Regions from separate parts of the Oryzias latipes genome. Here region 2 is linked to region 1. Evidence: chromatin contacts called from public Hi-C data. All regions are on one chromosome and are shown on one strand. The core of a region is the stretch at or near the end of the contact, and the rest is flanking DNA. Distances in the headings are between cores, read along the strand shown.

Evidence for each region. A called contact is a pair of places that touch in the nucleus more often than the background predicts.
Region 2: a contact with region 1 is called in a Hi-C map of embryo, with 2.1 times the contacts expected there. The contact joins two enhancer-like sites. A contact is called at or near these places in 5 of 5 Hi-C or Micro-C datasets (embryo, fibroblasts and gastrula embryo).

Annotation. Positions count from the first base shown.
Region 1 is chr7:10,374,049-10,380,178 of ASM223467v1, reverse strand. The region is part of intron 4 of rere (arginine-glutamic acid dipeptide repeats protein); the gene reads left to right. Among protein-coding and RNA genes, the nearest start is that of rere, 92 kb to the left of the region's middle. Within about 2 kb of position 3,273, at least 3 of the 8 cell types and tissues checked have an H3K27ac peak or open chromatin away from gene starts, as enhancers often do. A contact at or near this core is called in embryo, where this site is marked.
Region 2 is chr7:10,435,030-10,441,159 of ASM223467v1, reverse strand. rere (arginine-glutamic acid dipeptide repeats protein) reads left to right here. Exons shown (of 23, transcript XM_023956540.1): 2 at 821-898. Among protein-coding and RNA genes, the nearest start is that of rere, 31 kb to the left of the region's middle. Within about 2 kb of position 3,414, at least 3 of the 8 cell types and tissues checked have an H3K27ac peak or open chromatin away from gene starts, as enhancers often do. A contact at or near this core is called in embryo, where this site is marked.

The DNA of each region.
Region 1 (6,130 bases), core at 2,024-4,523:
AAACGGTCTGTGGGTTTCTGCCTGCTTTTGCAGTCTGACATTAACATTCGCTGCTTATTTTCTACTATTGAACCTGTCAATCACCACTCCTCTCCCCACTGGGCGTCTGGGTTCAATGTTTGCTAGAAAATCCTAGTGTGTTTTCGTTAGACTATTTCTTCATGTCTTTTGGTGTTTGTTTGTGCTGACCAAATATACATAAAAAACACTTTTCCAACCATCATTACCATTCTGATGTCTTCCAACACCTCCCTGATACACCTCTTCCACAGACTTTCCATTCAGAGGGATAAATGTCTGAGTGTGTGTTTCCGTATCCATTACACACAGGTGTGTCATTGGTTAGTGCTGCCTTAATCAAGCCTTCCATTTCCTGTCTTTGTTTGCAACATTAAGGGCGTCATCAGGATACGGTCACTGATAGCTGTACATGCACAGCCACGACTGGATTAGCTGGCTTAGCGCACGCACAATGGGACACATTCAAACACACACAGGCAAATATTCAGTCATTTTTCACTTTCTGTTAGCATTCCTCCATTTTAGCTATACTGCTGTCGTTGAAACGATGTTTAAAAGCCCTCCATCTGTCCTCCTGTTGTCAAACATAGAAGACATGGTTCACAAAGTAATGTTAAAAAAAAAAAAAAACAGAAAAAAACTTTCGCAATTCTGGCGTTCACAAACACGTTCGTTGGCACATATGCTGACCTCAGTAAGATGGGTGTGAAGTTTCAAAGTAAGACTGAAAGCAGTAATGGCTGCTTTTTCTGCCTTTTACAGCAACCTGAGTAAAGTCTACTGACTGTGCGTGAGAACTGGACTGAGTTACCCCTCCCCCCAACTGTTCCAATCAGGAAGTACCCACTAGCTCCTTTTGGAGCCAAAATCCCATTGACTTCTATTAAGAAAAAACTATATATTACTCATTATATTTGTCAGAATAATCATTCTTGCTCTGCTACCCCTTATTCTAACATGTTCATGCTAATCCTCTTTTTTTCCAACATATTTTTCTGTTGCTCAAGTTATTCAGCTGTCCAGTCAGATGACTCAATAAAAGTAGGTTGTGCCTACCCCCCCCCCCCCAAGTAGAACATTTAAAACATTTGATTGACAGATACTTCCAAATCTGCTCTCAAGTGTGAAGAGTGGTCTTCCAACCAGCTCACTCCTGATTGACGAGGGTGGTTGCCATAGAAACGTCAACTCAGACCGACTTCGACCAATCACTGCTTACTGACTATTTCTGGTTCCAACATGGCGGCGTCCGTATCGCGAAAAATGAATTTGAACCAGACAATGCTATACTCATGTAAAGTGTCCGTTCTGCATTGACTTGAACAAATCAACTCCAGTTTTTGAAGCTGGATTCTTTTTTGCTAAGATAATGCAGATCTCTGTTACCACTTAGCCTGATTTGAGTTCCTTGGCTGAAACTGTAGTGGAGCAGACGTGTGTTGGAGGCAAAGACAAACATTGTAGTTGGACAGAGCTTAGCAGTTTTATGAAGCGTGGAGGTAACACTGGCGTTCTCAGTCCTCACTTTCTCTCACCCTCTGACATTGTTGTGCTCTACTGAGTATGGTCGCGTTCCTCGTAGCCAGAATTGATGGTCACAGTGTTCTGGATGGTACATCTCTGTTTGGGTGGTCATGTGTGATGCTTGTGACTGTTCTGTGTAAAGAGCCTCTCTTGTTGCTTGAATCCTCCATCAGCCTTTAGCCTCGATGCCTTAATTAGGATCATCTGTGAGTGCCACATGACTACTGTCTAGTTTTTTTTATTCTAATTTCCTGCTGCTAGAATAAAGAGGACCTCATAACGTTCTTAAATCTATTGCTGTTATTAATTTGCCCACAGCCGAATAAGCTGTGCCTCTGACATTTATGAGTGTGCTATTGGTTTGATTAAACAGAGAAGTAGGTTCATTTTAAAGCGGGGATCGTTGCGTTTTTTTAAGAGATGGGAAAACATTGTAACCTATCCTCTCAGTCTGAATTAACTCATTCCTAATCCTATATAGAGCGAGGCTGACAGATGGGTCCAGAGCAGAAGGTGCCAATTTAAAATCCAAACAGGTCAAGCCAAATGGAAGCAGAGAGAGGATGACACCCACGGCACCAAGGTCCTGCCAGCATCGCCTTTGCAGCTGGGACTTACCTCACTCCTCCCTCCCACACTGTTCATTTGTCTCTGCTGCTGGGCAGGGGAGCTGGCTTTGCACCGTTCCTTCTCACAAACACTGTGATCACCATTTGTTGAGTGTTATTATATGTTCCGTAGTGAGGCAGACTTTCGAGACAAACCTTCCTCCAAGCAACTCTGTGTAAAACCCACAAGCTATGAGGCCCGATCTTGTTTCTGCTGGCTCTGACAGTTGGATTTAGAGATCCTTTCTCCTTCCTCTGACGGCAGAGGCCTGGCCTGCCCTGTTCGTTCCTCTGCAGGGTCAGGAGACGAATAGTGGTGCTCATTGGGAAAGGCTGTTATTTGTGTGTATCTCTGTGTGTTCACACAGCATGAAGGCATTACGTTTGAACTCCCTCCTTATTCCCCTATCAGAAATGTTAAAGATTGCATGAACACAGAAAATCCTTTACCTCACCGGCATCAAACGCGCGTGCAGGTTTTAGTATGTGTGCGTTCTGTCGTCCAGATGGAAGTGCTTATTGAGTGCTGGCAGGAATCTCTGGCTCGGTGGAGGCGACTGAATGAAAAACGCGGAAAGAAAGCGGGGCGAAAACCCCTCTCCAATCAAATCTATCATCTTTCTCTGCGTGTGCATGTGGGCTTTTGCTAATGCAAATATGTGTGTGTGATCTCTCAAGCCAGCTCTTCCTGCCTCACCTCTCTAATCTTATCTTGTCAGAGCAGCAGATTAGTCCTCCCAGATCCCATCTTTGCCACAGAATGCCACAATCAGTCTTTTGTTCTTGGTTGTGCTCGCTCTGTCCTTGTGACAAGCAAGGTGAGCATTCCCACACTCTGCCTCGCCCCGGTTCCACGTACAGCCCTCGTGTCAATGTCACACTGCCTTCAACCCGGATCTGCCAGACCCAAGGGCTCCTCTGCCCCCGAAACATTGACAAACGAAGCAGTTTGCTGCTAACCTGGCTGAATTGCTGTACATTCCTTTCTAATGCTGAGCTGCCGCTTTCCTAACCTCTCCCTTTTCCCCTCCCTCATTCTCCACCATCTCCTTTGTACGTTTGAGATCTGCCTCTGATTCCTAACGTCTCCTTTTCACCTCCTAAAGGAAGTCATAGATCCTGGTCTGCGTTGTCCCCAGTGAGAGGAAGTGGGGGGTGGAGTGGGCCACTAACGGGGTTGGCTGAGGAAGAAGAGAGTGTTTAAAAAGCAGAGAAAATAAACAGGGGTTTCCTGTTAACAAGGTGCACTGCTTGGGCTGTCATGTGGGAGCTGGAGGCTCTGGCGGTGTTTAAAGACCAAACTTGGTTTACTTTCACAGAGGAGGAGAGGAAAAGGGCACAGAGTTTGAGAGTCGCAGGTTGTTAATGTTGTTCCCCCACTACCGAACGAGTGGCCACATTTTAAAGACTCCCTCTAATAAATATTTTGTTTTTGGTGTGTTTAACAACATTTTTTCCCTTGATGAAGGACATATATTGAAAATTAAGTTTTTCTTTGTTCAAGTCATGGTGAATCAGGAGCAGACGGGATAATGCTGTTTGAAAAATCTTGTAGTTGTCACATAAAATCTATTATCGGCAGGCCTCAAGCTCCCTGTTCCGCTCCATTCTGATACGTTCCACTTGCAGACAAATAGATCCATGAACGTCTACATTTTGCTCATTACTGTACGGCTGGATAGCTCCAATATTGCTCGCCATGTTTGTTGCACCAGTAATGCTAGGTTGGGGTTGTGAGGGGCTATAAGCCAGCTGGAGTGAGTGTACATAAAGGCATGATGGGAACCGAGTGCAGGCAACTCGGAGGCAAATTTCAAATGAACTACCACTGATCTGCAGAAACTATGTTCTAGGGAACAATGCAGTTTTTTTTATTTTAAATTTTGGTTACCAACAGCATAAACATAATCTAAGGACAACTGAGAACGCTTTTACAACACATCAAAAGGGGTTTGGAATGGGACTTTAACGTTGTTTCCCGACTACCAAGTGAGTGACTACATTATAAAAGGCCGGTGTTAACAGACACGAGAGAAAGTTTGCTGCGGCTGCTGCCCTAAACAGAAATGCGAGAAGCGATCGGTTTCAGCGGCGAAATTCGTTTGACATTGTAAAGTGGCATATTGATTTTATTCTCTTCTTGCTGAGAACAGACTACTAATCCCTCACCCTGTCCTTTTTTTTAAGTGTATACATTCACAGAATACTCCCCTTAAATAACCGCACTGGTACTCTACCCGTCTGTGTGTAGAAGGAAGCCTGCCCTTTGTAGCAGCTCCTGCTTCCAATCCCTGTAGTATTGTGGATGTACACAGGGCCCCCCTTCTCTAGAGTTGACTGCACATGCATGCAGCAACACAAAGCAAGCTGCACAGCTATTATAGACCCAAGGGGCCGGCCACCTTTAACTTGTCAGATACAGATTTAACTGACTCTCCGCCTTTATGCCCTTTCTCTGCTACTTCTCAAGTAGATGAATGCATTGAGCAGTCGGGAGGGAAAAAATAGTGTATTGTTGAGAAATACATTTAAATATTTGCCTCGTATTTTAACCTGTCTGATGCCTCGAGATTTGCCTCAGGCCATTTGGAGGAAAGAGATGGCATTGTGTTCATTCCCAAAACACCACTCTTAGGTTTATATCACCTCATGAATGAAGACGGCTTTGTACCCTGAAGGTTTCAGTAAAGCAGGAGGGCTGGTTGTAATTTTAGGCTCCTTCCAGTCTGAGGATGTAGGTCGGCTTCATTTGGCGAATGTAAAAAGTAGCGATGTAAAGGATTCAGATACGTACCGAAAAATCGATGTAGTTATACGAGTAGCAGCAGTATCAGTTAAAAACCACAGAAATGAACAACATTATGTTGGTGAAAAATGTATCAAATTGATCGGAAAGTAAATGATTGGTTTCTGGGGAATATTGCCGGTTTTTCCTCCTGTTCTGTTTCTACTGTCTTTGCCTTTTTATGTACATGTGATGCAAACAAAAAGATCTCCAATCACAAGCTTGCTTCTCCATTCCAACTGGCTGAAGGTGAACCACATTCAGGGGTGTGCGTTGTGGGCATAAACATGATTTATTTCACAGCACCAAATTAATAGGAAACCCTTTTTGGAAGCACAAAGAACAAAACAGTCTCAAAGATCCAATATGGCAGGTTCTAATGTTAGGAGCCGTCAAGTCCTTTAAGCTATGCTCACACCAGGCATGTGACGCGCATCACATATGATCGTTTAGCATTACGGTGTTCATATTGAACAAGCAGGGAGGGGCTTCTTCTTTTTCTTTTTCTACTGTTAGCTAGCACAAGTTGGACCTAGGTTGACTTTTAATGCACATTTAAATGGCCACATATTTTGTATCTAGAGCCTGAAAATTGTTATAAAAGTTTGGTTTATTTTCACACGGAAAAAAAAAACTATGAGAACGTACATTAAAGCGCGAAACGCGCTTTAATGTACGTTCTCATAGACTTTTTTTTTTTAATTGAAAGTGGTTGCTAATGGCGATGTGAATGTAGCTTCAGACATTTTGTTTTTGATGCTTAATATAAAATGTGCCAGTTAACAAAAAAAAAAACCTTCTCTGTTAAAAAAAATAATTTAGCGCTGTAATTGCCACATTCCTGGACCATGTCTCGAGATGTCTGGAATCTTGTGAGAGGGAAAGACACACAACCCTGATAAAAGTTCATCTGAACTTTAGCGAAAAATCCTTCTTTGTATACAGAAATTCCGACCAAAAGAGGAGAAATAAATTAGATTTGTGGAAGTTGGAGCCTGTCAGTCACACTGTGAATCCAGCGAAGTCTGAATAATAATAGAAGTTGGTAAATGTTTACATCGGGTAGTGATCAGGGGCATGTGCTTGTCAATATGTAGTGGTCAGATTTGTATTAGGAGGACTGTCTTTATACTTGATTTCTGGCTGGTTGCGGTTTATTTTTGAGCAGTACTGCCCCCAAACCAGCATCTGT
Region 2 (6,130 bases), core at 2,165-4,664, 61 kb before region 1:
CGGAGCAGAGAAGAGAGGGCTCATGGGATAATGGGGGGAGGTTCAGGGGTGGGGGAGCCTGTGCTTGTATTTTAGTGTCTGCGTCGCTGGTGGGTGCGAGCCCCTGTGTTTATCGGGAGAGCTTCATTGTGGAGAGGAGAAGGAATACGGGTTTGGAATTAGAGCTGGGGAATCATTTGATCATGAATCATGGTCCATCATCTGAATCAACTCCATGTTCCACTCATGTTTGCTCAAAGACTTTGACATGTCTCTTTCTTTTTTTGTGCTCCATAAAAAAGTCAAAAGATGACAGACTACTGTTTCAGGTATAATGGAAAAAATGTACTTTTCTATGCAAATAGATCCATTCAGTGATACTGCACCTTATATTATGAGACTCCTTATAGCCTGAAAAATCCTGTGCTTATTTCTCTCTTGCTTTTAAAGGACTCTCATTTCTTCCACTGCATGAAACATTAATATTATGTTGGATTCAGTCATTTTTCACATATTGCATTCTTCTGAATTAATGTGGATTTATTTATTTTTTGTGAACTAAATATGTTAAAAGGTCAATTTATTATACTTTCCAATATTTTGTTTCTTCACCCTTGCTTAAAAAAACATCTTTACCCCATTAAAGGTCTTAACGTGCTTGTATTTCTTTATTTAGCTATGATTTCTTTTTTTGCAGCCTAGTGACAACAGGGTGCAATACATGTTGCCTATCCTTCACCCAGGCATACACCACTGCTGTCAATCTGTTGCCACCTCTTGTGTTTCATTTACACATCATTCATGTTCTGTGTGTGTCTGTTTTCTTTTGTTTCCCCTCCAGTTTTTCTCTGGCAGACTGTGGTGTCAGTTCTTGTTGTGAGGCAGTGTGGCTGTGAGGTTGGAGGTGAATGCAGTCAAGGTTAGTCAACAAGACTTCATGACACGGAAGATTACCGTGACCTTTTTCATCTGTGTTACACTGCTCTTCTAAACCAAAAGGCTCTAGATTCTGTTCTTTTTGTGACATTCAAATCCTTTGTGTACCCCTGTCACCGTCCCCACAATTTATATGCTATTAGTATACTCCTGTACTCTCCTTGTATCACAACCATCTACCTTTCAGTTGCTCTCTTTGACTGTATATGAGAACTGGACCGACTCCTCCTCGGTGGCATTCCAAATAGGATTTTCCCCGCTGGTCCAAGAAAGCCATAGATTACTATTGAGAAAAAAACAGCCATTACTCAGTATATTTGTCAGAGTTATTGCCGTTGATACATTTTTTAACATGTTCTTGCTATTACAAGTTATAAACTGGCCAACAGATACCTCCATAAAATGATGTGGTTTTACGTTGAGCGTTCAAAATGTTTGACAGATTCATCCAAGTCCACTTTCTAGTGGTAGGGGTATGGCCTTTAATAAGCTCACTCCTGATTGGCCAAGAGTGGTTGCCGTAGAAATGTTGACTCAGACCGACTTGGGCCAATCAGTGCTTGTTGGCTCCAACATGGTGACGTCTGTACTATAAAAAAAAATTGTCTGAATTGACTTAATTTCATTGGAGCTGTAAGAAAGCCATTTTCTATGGGTGACATCACACTCACTCAGTCCAGTTTTCATATACAGTCAATGGTTGCTCCTCATTTTGGATTTATCCCACATTTCTGTTTACTATTTGATTCGGTTTTGGATTTTAGATATCAATTAATTTGACACATTTCCATAGGATGAACTTTCACCACTCAAGTTATAAATTACTTTGTTAAAACCTGAACAAAATGCATCTTAATGTTAAAGATTTTTCTAAAAATGTGAATCAATTGGATTTAAAAAATAAGTAATGAATTAAACCACTTTTACATATAGAAATCTGTCAAGATTGACTCTTGAATTAATCAATTTTTACTCCAGACCTATTTTATATTCATTTAAATGTTGTCTCTTGCGTTTGCTTTACTTTCTTTGTTTGCAGTTTTGCAAAAAGGGCAAAGCTAAAATAATTGTAAATGTAGTTTAATGCTTTTGTTTCCACTTTGTTTCAATGCTTAAAAAAATAATAATAAAGTGTGTGAATCCGCCTGAATGGCAACCAGAGTAGATAAATATCAAATCTTGATTCAAAAGTGCTGCTTCTATTTAAAGCTTAGGACTGAAGCGGGCCACTAAATGAGTTTAGTAATTGGTTTGCCGTGGCCTCTGTGGAGGCTGCATCTTTCTCTTCCTGCACACATCAGCAGCAGGTGGGTAGAAATCCACAACCTCCTTTCCTCCTTATTTTTCTCCTTTTTTCCCTCACTCAGCCCATCTTTCTTTTTTCTCATTCGTCTTCCATCAGCAAGATTGAGGAGCTAAAACTGCCCGAAGCCTACTCTATCAATGCCACCCTCTTTGTTATGAAGACAGTTACCACACAGCATTTCATATTGCCTTTCTGCTCAATCTCCGATTTGTACATTTTCCTGCCTCTCACCTACCCATTTCTCTCCCACCGGGTCGCTATCTCTTTCATGCACTCTCACCTCTGAGAAACGCTCACACACTCCCCCACATACTAATGCACACACACATTGTGCATCGTGCAGTAAATGTATGTGGATTAGGAATTATTTTGTGGTTGAAATGCAGTTATTGTGGGCTAATTCTGGGCTAATTCTTTTTTTTTATTCCAGGAAGAGAAGAGCAGCTTTATTAATGTAGTTTGCCATGTATGTTGTCGTGGGTGAAATCACATAGTATTATTAGTGCATGAATTCTTTCTCAGTGCCATGGCAGTAGCTGTAAAGTGATGCAACTAAACTGTTGTGAAAATATGTGAAGGTGTGAAAAATGGCGGTTTGAGGTAGCTGGTGCTCAAAACAAAAATGATTGTTCAAGGTGGATGCTTTTGTTTTGGAAAAAAAAACAGTAATAGAGTATTGCTATTTCAATCTACCTACTGCTGGTCAATTTTGCAGCTTCAGACACCACTAATTACTAAATGTAAAGGTCTCCTGCAGCAACCACAGCTTTTTTGAAAACCCACTTCCACAGTGTAATAGTTGATACTGAACGCTCTAGGGGTTGGAAGGCCAAAGCACAGCTAAGTGGCTTCTCTTGACCTCAGTGTTGATCTCCAAACTGTCTGCTCTGACTGCACACAGACTATTATAAATGAGCGTTTGCTCCCACAGTCAAATCTCATAACACAGCCTCAGCGAATCCACTGTGCGCTGTCTCTTTAAATAACACGTCCCCCCCCACCCACCCACAGCACCCAGTACTGACACGCTAACCATACAACTGCCTTTGAGATGACTTCTGTTTGCTATTATATCACAAAGTGAGGTGAAAACACAAAGGGGAAAAAAAGTACCAGCATGACTTGAGATCGCCGTTCATCTGACCTACATTGGATTTGCTTATTGTAGTTGCTCTGTAAAGTGGAAGGCTGAATCATTAGCTTACACACGGAGTGCCCATCTGTAGCAAGAGGACAGTAATTGATTTCTCAATGTGCAATGGTACTGGAGGGGAACGGGGCACAGAATTCTCTGCCATATTGAGCATTCATGCCATAAATTGTTATGTGTATGGGGGGGATGCTTCATTTTAAGTTTCTCACATTATGAGCTGCAGTTACCCCCCCTTCCCCCATCACAATCAAGCTGCAACAGAGCTCATTGGCCACAGGGTGGCACTTGTGTGGAGGTGAGACAACGTGTCCTGTATGGAAAGTAGTCGCTGAGTGTATTATCTTAGTCAGCAACCACATAATACTTAGACTCCCCAGCTGCCAGCCCGTTCTGTGTTCAGCACAGTTGTTTTCTTATGCTTTGACAGCACCCGAATCCCAGCACCACTCCTCAGAAGGAGAGCTTTGCCGACTGCTTCCAGGCCTTATCATCAGCCACGCGTACTGTTTGTTTATGTTACTATGCCTTAGTTCACAAAAAGACTTGGCTAGAATGTAAACTTCCACTTTTGCTGTGTTTGTCGGCGGCTCTCCTGGAAATCCAGCCTCATTCCTCGGAGCCTGTTCTCGGAGCAGCCACACCAGCCTGAACTGCTCTTTTATTCAGATGAATGAGGCCTTGTTTGGCCCAGTGAATCAGACACAGACAGTCCATGTGAGAGCTTCAAGAATGTCTGGAAAATCAGGAGCTTGGTACATCTGAAGTATTTTAGACAAGTGCTTTGTTTGTGATTGCTGTGTCAATTTTCTTTCTACTTTTAGAAACATTCACAGACCGCTTCATTCTTTCATTGCATTTTTTGTCTTCATCTCTGAAAGCTTTAATCTAATAGAAATTGTCAAGATTTCTGTCCACAATTTGCTCAAGCTTGTGTTGAGCTAATAAACTCTGCTAGTGAACAATCAGGGAGGAAATGATTATTCTTTTTCCTAGGAACATTTATACATTTACTGGCCGGTGGCACTCACCTCAGAGTGCATGTGATTTGTGTAGATAAATATTTCTGAATATGCAGTTCTTTACCCAAATGGCAGCTTCAAGCATGTTCCACTCTTTTTAATGGCTTGTGCGGATTAGAAAAGGAGATAAGACATATGCAGCACACAAGTGTTTTGGTTTTTTTTCAGAGTGCTGCAGGGCAGCCAAATGTGACTGTGAATAGCTCAGACGCCTATGTGAGGCTAGACCAACGAAACAACCTTTCTGGTCTTTCAATTAAGCCATCTAATTACAGAAAATAAACACTCAATAGGTGGCAACTCACATTTTTGTTTCCTTTTGTTTTACCAAGAGAGTTTTAGTCTTTTTTTTTTTGTTTTGTTCTATTTTTAACTTTAGCTGGAGGTATTCTCAGTCCCTGAAAACCTTAAATCCTCTCATCCAGAGGCGTAAAAATAATCATATTTCATTGCATAATATCCTCGAGTTACGTAGTTGCGATATTGTAGAGGCATAGTGTTATATTGCCTCCCCTCCGGGCAGTGTCTGTTTTAATTGATTGTGTAAAAAGCCATTTTTCCTCAGATCCCCCCAACTTGCAAAGTGCCCTCTTAAAAGTCCATGAAGGCTAAAAAGGCTATGAATGATTTGAAGTCGACCTCGCCTGCCGGCAGGGAAAGGGGCGGAGCTACCCTCCGAATGAGGAACAGTACCTTCTAACAGCAGTCACACAGAGTCTTTGTTCTTCATGGCATGTTACAGACAGGCTGCTTTAAAGCCCAATCTGGAAAAGCCCAGTTCCATAATCCAAGAGAAAATACAACTTTTATTTTTGAAATACGTGCTTAACATGAATCAAATGTTTTGAATTTGAATCTAGAGAGCTCCATTTTCTTCTCTTGTTGTGGTTTGACAGCAGGAGGGTTGACTTGTTTCTGCACAGAAAGTCTTCAATAGCTTTTGAAGTACACTCCCTCCACCACCACAGTGTAACCTTTCTTTTGGTTTTCAAGCCTGTGTTTTTTTTTCTTTTCCCCAATCCCTTCTCCCCTTAACATGCCTGCTCGTCCCTGGTGAATGTATTAAATGAAGTTACTAGATATGAGTGCTTAAGAGGCCAAGGCCTCTGAGACTTGCCAAGTCTCTCCCATGCTTGGCTCAGCCATCCGTGTCACTTTTTGTGTTGCTTCAGCTACTGGCTGACTTATTTGTATTGCCGAGCATTTTTTCTCTCACTACTTGCTCTGTCTGCTGCCTCTGAGGGGCTTGTGTTTTTCCAGTGTGGAGAAATCAGGATAAAGCAAACAGTTTGTGTCAGCCACAGCTTTTGTTAAGTATTCATTTTTAATGAGTGTGAGCGGCTACCGAATCCTATAATGGGAGAGTCGGAAAGCAGCTTGTTGAGCTTTTGATGGTTGTTGTTCACTAACGCTGGTATATATTTAATCATATTTCACGTTTTTCCTCCTTATCCGTCAATGATCTTTGTTTTTTATGCTTGTTTAAGGTCATCTCTTTGATTTAATTTCTCATTAAATTGAAAAACAACGACCAAGTCTTTGTTATCTTTTAGGGGCTGAAGCCGCAAAAGTGTAGAAAAAAAGATGCTCTAGGGAAAAGGTATTGTGACGGCCTGTTTGAATGCTGAACAGAATTGAATAGACACAGTCAGCTTCTCAGATACATGCTTAGGCCTGTAGAATGTGGAGTGCTTTGCTTGTAACTGCACCGGTTGTCTTCTTTCATTATCGGTTAAT